Linked DNA regions of Mus musculus: region 2 is linked to region 1. Evidence: chromatin contacts called from public HiChIP or PLAC-seq data. All regions are on one chromosome and are shown on one strand. Each heading gives the region's core, a stretch centred on a gene start, on an enhancer-like site or on the middle of the called end of the contact. The rest is flanking DNA. Distances are from core to core; before and after follow the strand shown.

Region 1 (7,444 bases), core at 2,020-4,519:
AGCTAGACTCTTTGCACTGTGTGAGGGTGCTTAAACTTTCTGGAAGGTATTCGGCGAGGCCTTAGGCTCTCAGATAAATGTCTAGTTGACTTGTTGCAGGTGATGGATCGTAACGCCGCTCTGTCCTCTTTCTCTCTTAGAGTTGAATGACAGTATAAATGAGAACAGTGACACGGTCGGCCAGATTGTCCAGTACATTATGAAAAATGAAGGTAAGGATATCTTCGTGCTTTGGGGCATCTCAGTGTTATTTAAAAATCTCCTTAGAGTCAGAATTTGAATGGCTTCGCAGGGCTTTTACCTGAACTCTGTAACTCCTCAGCTTTTAGCACTGTCACAACAGGAGAGGTTGCCTTGGTGGTGTTTGGTGGCTTCAGCACAGCAAAGGGCCAGGAAGGTCGATAGCTTCTAGGCTGTGTATCACGTGACTTTATAAAGCCTCAGCTTCCTCCTATGGAGTGAGAGTTACATTACACAACTGTGTAGGGTAGCACAAGCGATGTGCTGGGAGTCATAAGGACTCACATCTTAGCTGGTTCTTGTGTTTCACATTTAAGGACATGAGTTTGAACTGGGAAGAAATTGAGGCATCCTGGTAAGAACTGGGGAGTGACGGCCAGGGCCCACGTGCCTGTAACACCAGCCAATGGGTGAACTGCAGGTTCAGTGAGAGAGCCTGTCTCCAAATAGGAGGAGAGTGATTGAGGAAGATGCCCACATGGACCTCTGCCCTCTGTGTGCACGCATATGAATATTCTCTCACGCATCACACACACACACACACACACACTTACTTTTGCCAGTTTAACCGCTTGGCCATTTGGAAGGGGGGAGTTGGGTAGCATCCGTGTCCTTTCTAAGAGCTACACCAGTGTCAGCGTATTCCAGAACTTCCTCGGCACCCCACTCTGAAAGATAGCTGCTTCTCTCCCTGTTCCTTCCTCCCCAAACCACCTGCAAAGGTGCTTTGCTTTCTGCCTCTATGTTTGTATCTTCTAGGCTATCCAGTATTAAATGTGGATAGAGCTTAAGCATTAGGGCTTAAGTATCTTTTTTTTTTTTATATATAGTTTCTTTTTTGAGATAGGGTCTCATGTGGTCCAGCCTGGCTTTGAACTCGGTATATAGCCAAGGATGGTCCTGAACCTCTGGTCCACCTCCCCTTATCTCCTAAATGTTGGGATTATAGGCATGCGCCACTATGCTCAGCCTATGAAATGTATTTTAAGGCAACTTTTTAAGAGAAGGATCCAATTGTTACTAAATGAATTAGGGTCTTTGTTCTGGAGGCTGAGGGTTGTCTTAATAGGATGATGTTTTCTGTTGCTATAACTGAGTACCCCAAGCTTGACGAGCTATAAAGAACAGAAGTTTATTTAGCTCATGGTTCTAGAGGCTGACAAGTCGACGTGTGGGGCCAGCATCTGCTTGGCACCTGGAGAGGGCCTTCACTGCTACGTTCTGAGCTGGAAACGTGACGAGACAGAGCAGTCATGTCAGAAAGAATCTGCTTTTATGAAAAAAACCACTCTCTCAGTAATCCACGAATCTAAGAATCCATGAGCAGGCCAGTGACCCAGTCACCCCAAGGCGACTCCAAATGCCAACAGAATGACTTTGGGGAGTAATGTTTCTGACACGTGAGTGAATTTTAGGACACACCCAAACCAGAACAGAAACTTGGTTCTTCGTGCTTTATCAGGTCTGTGGTACTCCTTACCCCATCTGCTGAAGTGCTACAGTGTCCACTTCTGTTGGCAGATGCCACCGTCCCATCACCAGCCTCTCTCTGGGACCTTGGTCCCCACACCGCTCAGCGAGAGCATCCACCTGGCCCCAGACTGAGAGCTGCACCTGTTTCCCAGCTGTGCTTTGTGTCCTTAGAACCAGCTTTATGAGAAACTGGTGTTCTACTCAGCTTGGAAGTGAAGGAAGGGAGACGCCAAGGGCTTTAGGTCCACGCGCTTCAAGCCTTCTGTCTAGTTCTAAACATTGTCCTGCTTTCAGCTTTGCAATGATATTTCTCTCTTTCAGTTTTGATAGTTTGCAAAAAAAAAATGAATGAATAAATAAACTTAGTAGAATGGTTTTTAGATAAGAACAAAAAGACAAGAACACTTGGGCGTGGGCCTGTTTTTCAGAGATTTCCCATCAGGGCATGGGATTGGCAGTACTGAATCCCAGCACACTAGTTACAACCTAGAGTGTTTTCAGGTTGACTCTGAGGCTAAAATTCGCCACTGTATGCAACAAGCACCTCGTTACCCCACCTTGTATTCCATAGTTCGCGCAACCTCAAACTTGATTTCAATTTAGACTTCACTGTTATTTTCCCAAACTGGCACTCTATATTTACAAATTATAACTGCACTCTGAACTTTTTAAAAGGAATTAAAAAGGAATAAGATGAAGCACACGCTCTCTATTAACATCTTCCTAGGCTCTCTGTTAACCCACAACATTTAGTTTTAATCATTTGTGTTATTGACATACAAGCAGTCTCCTGCATTGTGTTTTTAACTTGCCAGATGGGTAATTTAATTTGTCAGATGTAGTCATGATTTTTTTTAATGAAGTGAACATTGAGGTTTATTAGAATTTTAATATAGATTTAAGCCAGAAGGGGGACAACAGAATCAGACTGAAGGACAGGACAGTGGTACACACTTAGAATGACAAGCTGGCTTCCCAAGGTGACGTTCTTGCTTTGGGTTGAAGTATGTGCCTTTCCTTTTCTAAATCAATTTTAGCTTAGGTCGCTGTCCTTTGGGGTTTGGAGACAGTAGCTGATCTGCTGGGCAGGCACGTTTTGTGGCGGTGTGCTGTCTCACTGAGTATTTCTGAAAGATGTATTCCCGTGGGGGCTGGGAATCAGAGGACCTCTCTGCAAGAGCAGCATGCGCTCTAACCACTGAGCCATCTCTCTAGCCCGTGCTGTGCTTCCAATATAGGATGTGTGCAGATTTCCAACCCAAGCAGTTCTTCACGTCTGACGCCAGCTCCATGCGTGTCTAATTCACTTCTGACTCTGCCAGGGAGTTAGTGTGGTCTACCGCAGGCAAAGGGCTCAGCTTCACAAGGCTGGCCGGCTTTGCCTGGCCCCTCTGTTCCTCTAACGTGCACACTGAGAATCTGAGAATCCCCCAGTCCCTTCCTCGGGTTTGCTAGAATGGCTCCCAGAAGGCCGGGATATGCTATTACATTCAGTGCTTTGTTAAAGGGGAACACCTAGAGGCGGGGAGCCAGGCATTGGGTTAGTGCCAGAGTTGTTATCCTCTAATCACACTGGGCGGGCCTTTCTGATTACTGGCTCCGCCCTGACTCACCTTGTTATCCTAGACTGAGTTTTACCAAGTGGCTCATTATGAATGACAAAAGACACTCCTATCTGACTCCGGAAGTTTCACTAGGGAAATTCTTCGGGTTTTTCAGAGCTCTTTTACACACCCACACACTTTTCTTCTTAATCCGGAGACCTGGAACTACCCCAGTGCTATCCCGAGTTTACCTTTCTCTACAGAGCCAAACTGAGGAGTGTTTGTGTGGTCAGTGGGGGTTTCCTAGCATTGTGTAGGAGTTTGGAGAGCATCAAGGATAGTAAATAATTTCTCATTTTACTTAACGGGCACTCGTCATAATATATAGGGAATTGTTTTCTCAGGTAAGTTTATACAGTTTTCTTTTGAATGCTTATCACTATAAAAGTCTGTTACAGCCAGCATGACCTCATTCCCTTTGTTGTTGTTTCCTCTCTGGTCACATTTGGTAAACTATGGGGACGTACACACTGGCCATTTCCTGTGTATTTTACAGAAATCGCATGTGAGACTATACTTCTTTATTAGTTCATCTTCTGTTAATTCATAATGGAATATACAGAGCTAGTGCTTTTTAAAAGCAGAGTAGTTTGCTGTAGCTCACAGTTTGGAGGATGGAGGTCCAAGATCAGGTAGCCTCATTGATTTGGACTCTGGAGTGAGGGTCCACCTGGTTGGGTCACATCTTAGTGGATAACAACATGTCGGGAGCATGGGGGAAAGGCAAAGAACACATGGTGACCAGGAAGCCAGAGAGAGTGGCTCTCTCCTTGTGGAGGCTAAGACTCAAATGCAGGGACTCCTGCGTACGCTCTGCTGCTGAGCTATAGCCCCAGTCCTCTCACTTTTATACCAACCCTTTCCTGGGAATGAAGGCTGAGAGAGAGTATCCCAAGAGCTGTCTGACTTCTGAGGCCGTGTTCCAGTAACCTCATCACCTTCCCTGGATTCAGAAGGTTGGACCATTTCTCATAGCTCCTCCTCCCATGAGGCCAGTTTGCTGCCATCCAGTACCAGACTTGAGGGAGAGTGGCATCAAAAGGGTGCCAAGCCAAGCATAGCGATGACAGCACGGACAGAAGTGGTAATGGGGGTTTTAACACAGGAATCTTTGGGGCACCAAAGCACATGGAAATCAAAGCAACATACCAACCTATTATCTGAAAGAAAATTCTTTTCCTGAATCCCCAATATCAGTCAAACATGAAAGTGACATGTATCACAAGATTATGAAGTGTGTCAGAGTCAATGTGTCATTTTTTGTTGTATGGGGGGGATATTATAGATCTAATTCAGGGCTTTTTTTTTTTTTCCCCTTAAATAACAAAAACATTTGGTTTTATAATAAAAACTCATGTTTGGCAGTTCATTTGGACACCCTCACCATTGTGAAGGGCAAAAAAAAAAAAAAAGGTAGTTTTTTAAGGAAAGCGATGACATGTGTAAATATTTCTTAGAAATACTGCCCCCACCCCCTTGGATTCCTAAAAGCTGCATTGTGGTGCTGTGATCCCCAAGGTAGCGGAGACTGGAGATCATGGGGGAGCCCAAAACAAAATAAGACAAATCAAAATGACAACAAACTCACTCTCTTTTATATGTAAGGCAACAGATAGGCCATAGGCCATAAGTGGATCTAAGTCTTTGGTATTGTATTTTCATGGGAGGATGGGTAGGGGAAAAAGTGGGAGAGGCAAAAAGGAAGTCAGGCTGTGAAGCACACAGCACGTGGGCCCTTGCCTCTCAACTCTCCCAGCAGCAGAGTTAGAACTCTGAGTTAAATGTCCTTCTCAGGGGATGTCATGTGATGTAAACTGCTACAAGCTACCTATCATTGGCTCACGTGGTAAATCAGTAATCCTTTTATTCTTTCTTCTCTGGAGAATTTATTGTGGTTAGTCATGGGATGGGAACGGTGCTTTAAAAATGAATGGAAAAGGTTAGGAGTTGGTAATAGCATTTGGCCTTGACAATTAAATAGCCAAAAGAAACTTGACTTTCACTGCAGCCTTTGACTGGCTACTCTGAGAAGTCAGGACGTAGGGTGTGGGTGTGGGTGTGGGTGTGGGTGTGGGTGTGGGTGTGGGTCAAGCCTAAGAAGCTTGGGTTCTGTGTGTTGACAGCTCACATCCACAAGGTTTTAAAACATGAACACTGTAATTCTAAGTTAAGCCCGCCTATGTCAGATAAATTTGGAGTGTTTGTCCCAACTTAGGGGCTTCTGCAGTCCTAGATCAGAGTAACAGCATTGGCCACCTGGGAAGTAAACCTTCTCCGACCTTCCTCATCTGGGCCTCTGGGGACTGAGGAGGAGCGCGGTGTCTCACGGACAGCTTTTCTAACATGGCTCTGATTGCTCACTTAGTTCTTTTTCTTTCTCAGCGAATGCAGATATCTTGAAAGCTATGGTAGCTGATAACAGCGTGGGCGATATTGAAAGGTGAGTGCCTCTCTCCCAGTGGATGGAGACAGTTTTCATTTGCTTGTTCAGATTGATTCCCTTGGTACTGTGTCCAGCCGGAGCTGGCCTCTAGCCTTGGGTACTATTGGCATTTGGGGTCAGGCAAGTCTTCGCTGAGAGTAATGGCTAGCACAAGATGGACTATTGAGCAGAGTCCCTCATCTCTGCTCACTGGATGACAGAGCACTTCCTCTCCTTCAAAGTGTGACAACCTAAAATGTCTCCCTCCGCACACTGACAGTGTTCCCAGGAGGACATCCCTCTGTGACCCAGGCTCACAGGAATTGGGTCCAGGACCCACTAGGTGTTGAGGGCAAGAGCTGGAGATTAGAAGATAAAGAAGACAGAAGCTGGGACCAGGAGGAGCTCTTGTGTAAGCCGATGGCTTATGGCAAGCAAGTTTATTAAGAAGCACAACATCTTAAATACAGCTTTTATGGGGAAAATGGGATCCAGTCAGTGTAAAGCTATCATACAACGGGTGATGTCAACAGGAAGCCAGTCAAACAGTGTTGCACAAGGGGAACACAGGATGCCTCAAGTGCTCCACAGACAGAGCACACAGTGGCCACAGAACTGAGACCCATGGGTGAGTTGAGTTGTCACGATGAAGTCAGTTCCTCCAAGGCCCTTGTCCTAGGCCTTTACTGGCTCTGCCCAGCTTATTCCCGGTTTGAGACAACCTTTTATCAGGGCCTCAGAGAAAGTCTTGGGTCAGTCTGAGTCTCAGTAACACTGGTTGGGAATTCTTGTGGTAGACAGTAGGGTTGGAGAAGGCAAGCTATGGCTCGGAGTCAAAGAGCAGGTTCAGAGCTTGAGAGTGGTCGTGTCCTGCCTCCAGTGTGCAGGTGACTGCTGGTTGATGCACAAGTTAACTGAGCCTGCTGAGTTCCAGATCCTTATCTGCAAACCACTGTGCTAACTTCATTCAATTATTACCAGGACTATAGAGCGCTTCCAGTCCTGTGAGACCTTTATGAACAACAGTAACTAAATGATAACCTGGTCGGTTTGGATTACCTGCTACCATCTGTTTTTGTGTTACTGGTTATAGGTTGTGGTTGTTGGGCGCCAGATTCCCCTGTAATTAGTTACAGATAACTATATGTCTAGACAGTCCTCAATTTCTGTAACTAGGAACGTTGACTGGGTAAATGGTTCAGTGCTGGATAGAACAGGACAGTCACAGATCTTTGCTCTGGAAGGTTTCAGCCACTGCAGCATAGAGATGAGTGCGGGAGGCCTTCGGAGAGGCACAGGTACGAATTTTGGGGGTTCTGGGGACCAGAAGAAGGTTAAAAAGGAGGAAGCGATGCCTGTGCCAGGTGTTCTGCTGGTGCTGATGGGAACAGGTTCTGTAGAGAGGCCACCTTGGAATGGTTTGGTGGCTGGAGAATATGCAAAATGTGACAGGATGTTCAGTTGGGATGGAGTGCCATGCTGAGCAAGATCATCTGCGTTGTCTGTGGTCCCCACCAAGGTCACCTAGCACTCCTTGTTGCGAATGTGTCTGTCAGATGGGCCCTGTTGTATGTGCACATTAGAGGGGTCGTGCTGAACACTGAGCCACGTGCTCACGTTCTGGAGATGCAGCTTAGGCCACGAAGACTGATGTTTCTTACCTTTGCCCATAGATACTTGCTGTCCAGTACTTATTGGCTCTCCG
Region 2 (6,991 bases), core at 4,267-6,766, 330 kb before region 1:
TCCGAGACCCAACTTGAATTTCACTGAATTCTCAAGACAACTCCACGAGTGTGATATTATCCAAATCTCATACGCAGGAAGACCAAGGACACAGAGTTTTATAAAGCCACTTCAAATGCGGCCCTTGTATACTCTGCCCGAGGTGCACACAGCTCCAAATTACTGTTTGGTGTTAAAATGCTGAAGGCAACCCAAACATTTCCTTCAACAATGACAAACTCTTCTAACTACAAGAGAACGTGAATCCACTCTTAATAACAAGCAGCTGGTGCTGATTTGAAACTGAATCCTACCTCTCCCTTGACTTCCACTTACATCCCAACAGACACACGCCCTTGTGTGGCTGACACTCATCGCGTGTTTAATTGTCTTAAGACCAGACCATTGCCATTACCGAGGATTCTGAGGAAACGCTATAAAAATGACCACATAAAAGCCCAGCACCGATTACAATCTCAAGACATTCCATCCCTGCATGAATACAGTACAGGGCTTAGTTTGTGGTTTTTTGATGTCAGGTATAGAGTCAGAGAACATGTGAAGTCTGAGAACTGGTTAGTCTGACCTCCACGGAATAAAGACCTATTGCTAGCTTCTGCTAGCCCAAGTCTCCCCATGCTGAGGAAGGAGCCCTGCTCAGGGGCTGGACAAAGCTTATAGTGAAATAATTTATGGCCACCAGAAATATAAGGCCAAACAAGAGTCCTTTATTCAAGATGGTGACAAAGAGCAAACTCCTGCCACCAAAAAAACCTCTTGGCCCTGAATTGAGTGAGGCAGGGTAGGTTTTATAAATAAAACCGACAATTACATCATACCAAAACCAGGTATGTAGAGCTGGAGTGGGGAGCAGGGAGACTCAAAGAATGGAATTCAATTGATTTAAACGGTTTGTTTCACTCTGTCAAACAATGAACCTCCTGAGCGGCAGCTAAGGCTGCATGGGAACTTCTGCACAGCAGGATGTGCTTACAGGGCCCTGGGGGGCAGCTAAGTAAAGACTGTGACTACTTAGTTAAGTAGCAGGGGCAGTGGTCAAAGCATCTCCACGGAGGAGGGCTGGAGAGAAAGGAGGCTGCCAGAGCACGGAGCCGGGTGACTCAGGAAACATACTTCCACTGCACAGCTGAGTGTGCGTGTCCACAGCTCATGACTTGGGAACTCACGAGAGGCCAGAAGTCTGTCAGTAGCTACTCTGTCCCAAAGCCAGTGTCCCTCTCTCTTCTTTCAGTTGGAGGTCAGCCCAGCCCTCCTTACTGGCTACACAGGCACAAGGTACTGACCCTATGCAAAGTCCAGCAGGCACTTCCGCTTCCAGAATGTTTTTTCCTTATTTTGTCTTAAACCAAGATGAACTCTACAAGGCCACCATAAAACTAATGCCATTTCATTCAGTACTTCCTATGTTGAGATCTCAAAGTAATCACAGATTATTTTTTTAGTAATCTTTTTTTTAATGTTTACATGATGGTTTATTTATTTTTATTTTTTAAAGATTTATTTATTATTATACATAAGTACACTGTAGCTGACTTCAGATGAACCAGAAGAGGGAGTCAGATCTCATTATGGGTGGTTGTGAGCCACCATGTGGTTGCTGGGATTTGAACTCAGGACCTTTGGAAGAGCAGAAAGTGCTCTTACCCACTGAGTCATCCTGCCAGCCCTGTTTTTAGTAATCTCAATGTATAGATAAGAAACCAAGATGCTAAAATCATATATTTTGTCCAACTAAGGAGGTAAGTTGTCTGCTTCCAGAACCAGATCACTATGGATTGGTAGAATCACGTGGTCCAACACACAGATGGCTCCAGGACATAAGTGAATACAGAGGAGGGATGAGGTAGAGAAAAGGCCAGAGGGGCAGGCTCAAGGCTTTCTGTAGCAATACTTCAATACTGAAGCACAATGGTGTCTAAGTTTAATAAGTACCCAGTGAAAACCAACTAAAAACCTTTCCAAATATAAAAAAAAAAGGTCCCTGATCTAGTCTAAGCAACAAACTCTGCACTGTTAGCCAGTCAGGGAAGCTTCAGGCCTCTAGGAAAGTTAGACTAGAATAGTTAGACCACACACTGAAAACCTCAGGCTGAATCCTAAGCCTCGGCCTCTTCTTCACCATACTCATGGTCGGGTCCTCTGACTGGGCCTAGCTAAACTCAAGATACCTCACCTCACCACGGTATACCCGTCTACCCCAACTCAATATGTTGTTTTTCAGAGAGAGCATGATTAATTTTAGCAATCTCCTATTCCTCTAAACTTGGAAATAAGCAAAATGTTCTTTAAGTATCATAGCGGCTTTATGGTTATAAGATTCAAGTACATACTCCAGAGTAGCTTTGATTCTTAGAACCTGTGCTAGCATGCTAGCACTGAGTATGTGGTGTACCCACACATACATTATTTGTGTATTTAGAATAAATACACATGTATTTCTCCTATTTTATACATTCTGGGACATAACTCAACTACATCAACTCATTAAGAAAACACTCTCGGGATGGCGGGATGGCTCAGCGGGTAAGAGCACTGACTGCTTTTCCAAAGGTCCTGAGTTCAATTCCCAGCAACCACATAGTGGCTCACAACCACCCATAATGAGATCTGATGCCTTCTTCTGGTGTGAAGGCAGCTACAGTGTACTTATTTATAATAAATAAATAAATCTTTGAGCCGGAGCGAGCAGGGCTGACTGAAGCAAGCAGAGGTCCAAAATTCAATTCCCAACAACCACATGAAGGCTCAGAACTATCTGTACAGCTACAGTGTACTCATATACATAAAATAATGAAAAAAATTCTCTAATTCTTTCTTCTTATGGTCATGTTACTGGTCCTTCCTATAGTTTGTGGACTGCTTGGTCAGAACATAACTTCCTGATAGAAGAACTTTCTTTGGGAGTGGGGAGGGGGGTTGCAGTATACGGAATTGAACCCAGGGTGTTATGCAAGCAAGGCAAGTACTCTGCCACTGAGCCACAGCCTTGCTGACTTTGGAGCCTTTTATATTTCAGGATTAGGGATGCTCAACTGGCAATGATAAAATGCTTGGTGGGAGTTGTTGGCCTAGAACCTGGGGCCTCACGCATGCTAGGTCAGGATGCTACCACTGAGATCCGTCCCCACCCAAGACCACCCTTACAACGGCTTCCAAGAAATCATTCCATTCTCCTTATTGGACTTGCAACCATAAAAATTAAAGGACCCAAAATTTGTTCTTCTTCCAAGGTGGCCTTTCATAGCTCACCATCTATTCCGCTAGTAATGTTTCACACACAGTGAGTAAAACACCCACTCCCAGATGCCTCGTGGCTCTGTTTAATAGTTAATGGATGCTCTCTATAGCTGTACAGTTTTCTGCCGCGGTTGGATGTTAACATGTAAAAGGGAAGTGAATGATTATTCTCCAAACCACAACAGCAAACCCTTGGTCCCAAATAGAACCTCCAGCTGTAACTTTCTGCATGCTCAGGCCCAATGCTGATTTACCAAGTGGAACTCAGCAGGAGCCAGCTCTGCAGATCAAGATCTCCTCTGCCTGTAAGGGCCAAGTCACTGCTGGCCCGTAGGGTCATTTCTACCATCATCTGCCTTATCTTGACAGCTCGTGTGGAAAGCGCTAGCGAGCCTCTCAGTTGCGCTCTCTCGTTAAAGCAAAACTCTCATTCCAGATATAGTTTATATGCTGTCAGCAAGCAGTAACGACATGGAAATATTTTTTTTTAAATGAATCAATCATGCTTCTTTCTAGAGCACTGTAATGACCAACGTGAAGCTTTTCAGGCTTTATGATGTTTATATTAATTTATCTCATAAAAAAATAACCAGGTAACATTTCATACCTATTAGGACAGCTACCATTATAAAAATCATTTCTGTAAGGATGCAGAGAAGTTAGGATCAGTGAATAATGGGGATATAATTATTATAGAAGAGTACAGGAAGGCTTGAAAGTTAAACAGACACACTGTGCGGCTGGTTTTATATCAACTTGACAGAAGCAAAAGTTGTCTGAAAGGAGGGAACTTTGATTGAGAAAATGTCTCCATAAGACTGGGCTATATGCAAGCCTATAGGGCATTTTCTTCATTAGTGATTGATGGGGGGCCCAGCCCATTGTGGGCGGTGCTATCCCTAGGCCAGTCATCATGGTTTCTATAAGAAAGCAGGCTGAGCAAGCCATGGGTTGCAAGCCTGTAAGCAGCACCCCTCCATATCACCTTGGGCCTCCAGGTTCCTGCCCTGTTTGACTTCCTATCCTGGCTTCCTTCAATAATTAACCTTGATGTGGAAGTATAAACCAAATAAACCCTTTCGTCCCCAAATTGCTTTGGATATGGTGTTTCACCACAGCAACAGAAACCCATATGAACACTCACCATATGAAGTAGCAAATTCACTAACTCTAAAGAATGGAAAGCAGAAACCTGAACAGATGTGTGTATACCAAAATTCTTAGCACTACTGCTCACACAGGAAAAGGCCAAAAGAACTGGAATGTCCAGTGATGAATAAATGAATCAACTGATAGAATATTATTCAGCCAAAGAAAGAAATAGGATCCTGACATGTATAAAATGAGCAAACCCAGAAGATGCAATGCTAAGTGAAAGAAACCAAAACCAAGAAACCAAATCCTACTGATTCCACTATACAGGGTACCTAGATTAACTCAAATTGTAGAATCAGAAAGGGAGAAAGCTCAGTGGTAAGAGACCTCAGTAAGTCACTGAACCTCCAATCAAAGCAGGGCACGCTGCTCGGGCCTCTAACTCCTGCACAGGGAACAGAGACAAATAGACTCTCAGCACTTACCAGCCGGACTAATCCAGCCAAAACCAGCTCTGGTTCAGTGAGAAATCCTGTCTGAAGTCAACAAGGCAGAGAAAGTCAAAGGAAAACAGCCATGTCCCTGCTCTGGCTTCTACACACACAGGCACACATATGTATACATTCACACACCACAAATTACCCCAACACACACACACACACACACACACACACACACACACACACACACACACAGAGGAAAACACAAAGTAGAACGGTGGCTGCCTGGGGCTGTGGCAAGTTACAAGGGGGAGAGAGCTGTGACTCAGGAAGATGAAAGGAGAGCAGTGGGAACCTTACTCAAGAACCAGACTCTAAAAAAAAAAAAAAGGTGAAAACGATACATTGTATATCTGGGTATACTTTTCCCCACAATTACTTAGAAAAAGAAGAAATAGATCTAAATGTCAATATAGTTTTTCTTTATAGAATTACAGTTTGTGACACGTATTCGAGATACATAAGAAATGATCATGCCTTTGTTTCTACAATTGGATAATTTAAATCATATGACAATATCAAAAACCATACACCTACAAAATAGAATTAGATGCAAAGTGAAGAAAAAGGGCACACAATACTTCTTCCCAGATTCCTCCATAGGAGTCCTGACCACTCACTACCACCCTATCTGCTGCCCCTCCCTGATGACCAGGGCCAGACTTCACCCTAGCCTGAACAGTTCTCACCCAAGAGAGCTCCTTCCTCTTCTGAGAGGGTAGCTGCAGGTAGCGCCTGCCTGGTAGTCAGACAGTGGATCCGGGGCTTGCAATACCCGAGTTTATCCCTAGATGGCTCTAACCTCTCAATTTATTTATAAAATTATAAATAATTTTACTTTTTCTTCACACCATGATGAAGTTAAAATTGACAGTATCTTTTAAAAACCTCTAAGCACTGTTTCCCACAATTACTTAGGAAAAAAAGAGAGAGAGAAACTAGGTCTAAATGTCAATATAGTTTTTCTTTACCGAATTATAGTTTGTGACAAGTATTCTAGATACACAAGATGATCATGCCTTTGTTTCTACAATCAGATAATTTAAATCATGTGACAATCTCAAAAACCATACACCTAGATAGAAAGGCTTACTACCAAACAGTAACTCTTACTATCAAATAAATCCTGCAAATGGTGACATTTCATAAGCATCTAGAAACTGTAGTTAAGATTGTCACCATGGTTTTGGGGTTTTGGTTTTTATTCCTCCCCACTCACTTCTCAATCAGGACCCGTTTTCTGCTCTCCTCCATTAAAACTGCCCTGGCAGAACTGCAGGTGACTCTCTACTAGAAAACATGGTAAACTTCTTAGGTCTCCTTTCACTAGATCTCTGTGGTGTTCAATCTGAAAGACCCACCATTCTCACACAGCTCAGTAAATGTTGGACCACATGCATTCCTAACCTCTTTATTCCTCCCAGGGTGTCTTGGAGGAGAGATGGCAAGAGGGGGTGTGGGTCCTTAGCTTTGTCTCCATCATGCCCAGGAAAGATTCTTGTCACACAGAACACATCCACTGCACGATGTGAGGTCGTCTATGATCCCTCTGACATGGCCCTACAGAGTAGTGCCACAAGCACTCCCACCCAAGGCCTTGGTGCTACACGCTAAAAGTGCCCCCTACTCACCCTCTATCCTTTCGCAGAGCTTGTGCAGGCCTTGCAAGGGGCAGCCCTCACAGAGCTGGGCTGGTGCCTTAGCCGTCTGCTGCACCGCAGCTACCGTGAAAGCCTGCTTCAGAGTCATCATGATCTCGTCAACCTGCACAGAGGAGCCAAGGGTCAACAGCAAGTCAGCTGGGCCGACCGACCGGCTGACCGACGGCGGCAGCAAGCTCACAGGACAGACTTTGTGTGGTAAATTGTTTTTTCTGGGCTATTTTTCACAGACTGACAGGAAATAGTGGAAATAATTGCTAGGGTTGCTTTTTGTTGTCAGAGGATGACTCCTCTAGCGTCAGCACTCTTAAAACAGGTGAGACACAAGGTAAGAACATTGTAACTGAGTATAGAGCAAGGGCCTCCGGTCCAAAGTCCACAGGAGTTCCTTTTCTACCTACCTACCTTCCTTCCTCTCTCTCTCTTTTTCTTCTTTCTTCCTCTTTTCCTTTCCTTTCCTTTCTCTTTCCTTCCTTCCTTCTTTCCTCACAACAGAGG

What was found. HiChIP or PLAC-seq counts read pairs in DNA pulled down with a chosen protein or histone mark.
Region 2: an H3K27ac HiChIP or PLAC-seq map of embryonic stem cells shows a contact between it and region 1, with 5 read pairs. The contact joins two enhancer-like sites. A contact is called at or near these places in 18 of 39 promoter capture datasets (the 3T3-L1 cell line, 3T3-L1-derived adipocytes, the C10 cell line and 11 more), 1 of 15 datasets of contacts at CTCF or cohesin (the NIH/3T3 cell line), 1 of 484 Hi-C or Micro-C datasets (tail fibroblasts), 2 of 115 datasets of contacts at active chromatin or transcription factors (bone marrow-derived macrophages and embryonic stem cells) and 2 of 9 other capture datasets (adipose tissue and liver).

Annotation. Positions count from the first base shown.
Region 1 is chr5:63,928,791-63,936,234 of GRCm38.p6, reverse strand. It overlaps Rell1 (RELT-like 1), which reads left to right. Exons shown (of 7, transcript NM_145923.4): 3 at 141-212; 4 at 5,700-5,757. Among named protein-coding and RNA genes, the nearest start is that of Rell1, 36 kb to the left of the region's middle. Within about 2 kb of position 3,269, at least 51 of the 459 cell types and tissues checked have an H3K27ac peak or open chromatin away from gene starts, as enhancers often do. A contact at or near this core is called in embryonic stem cells, where this site is marked.
Region 2 is chr5:64,263,931-64,270,921 of GRCm38.p6, reverse strand. Tbc1d1 (TBC1 domain family, member 1) reads right to left here. Exons shown (of 22, transcript NM_001310611.1): 6 at 6,464-6,596. Among named protein-coding and RNA genes, the nearest start is that of Gm38634, 10 kb to the right of the region's middle. Within about 2 kb of position 5,516, at least 24 of the 459 cell types and tissues checked have an H3K27ac peak or open chromatin away from gene starts, as enhancers often do. A contact at or near this core is called in embryonic stem cells, where this site is marked.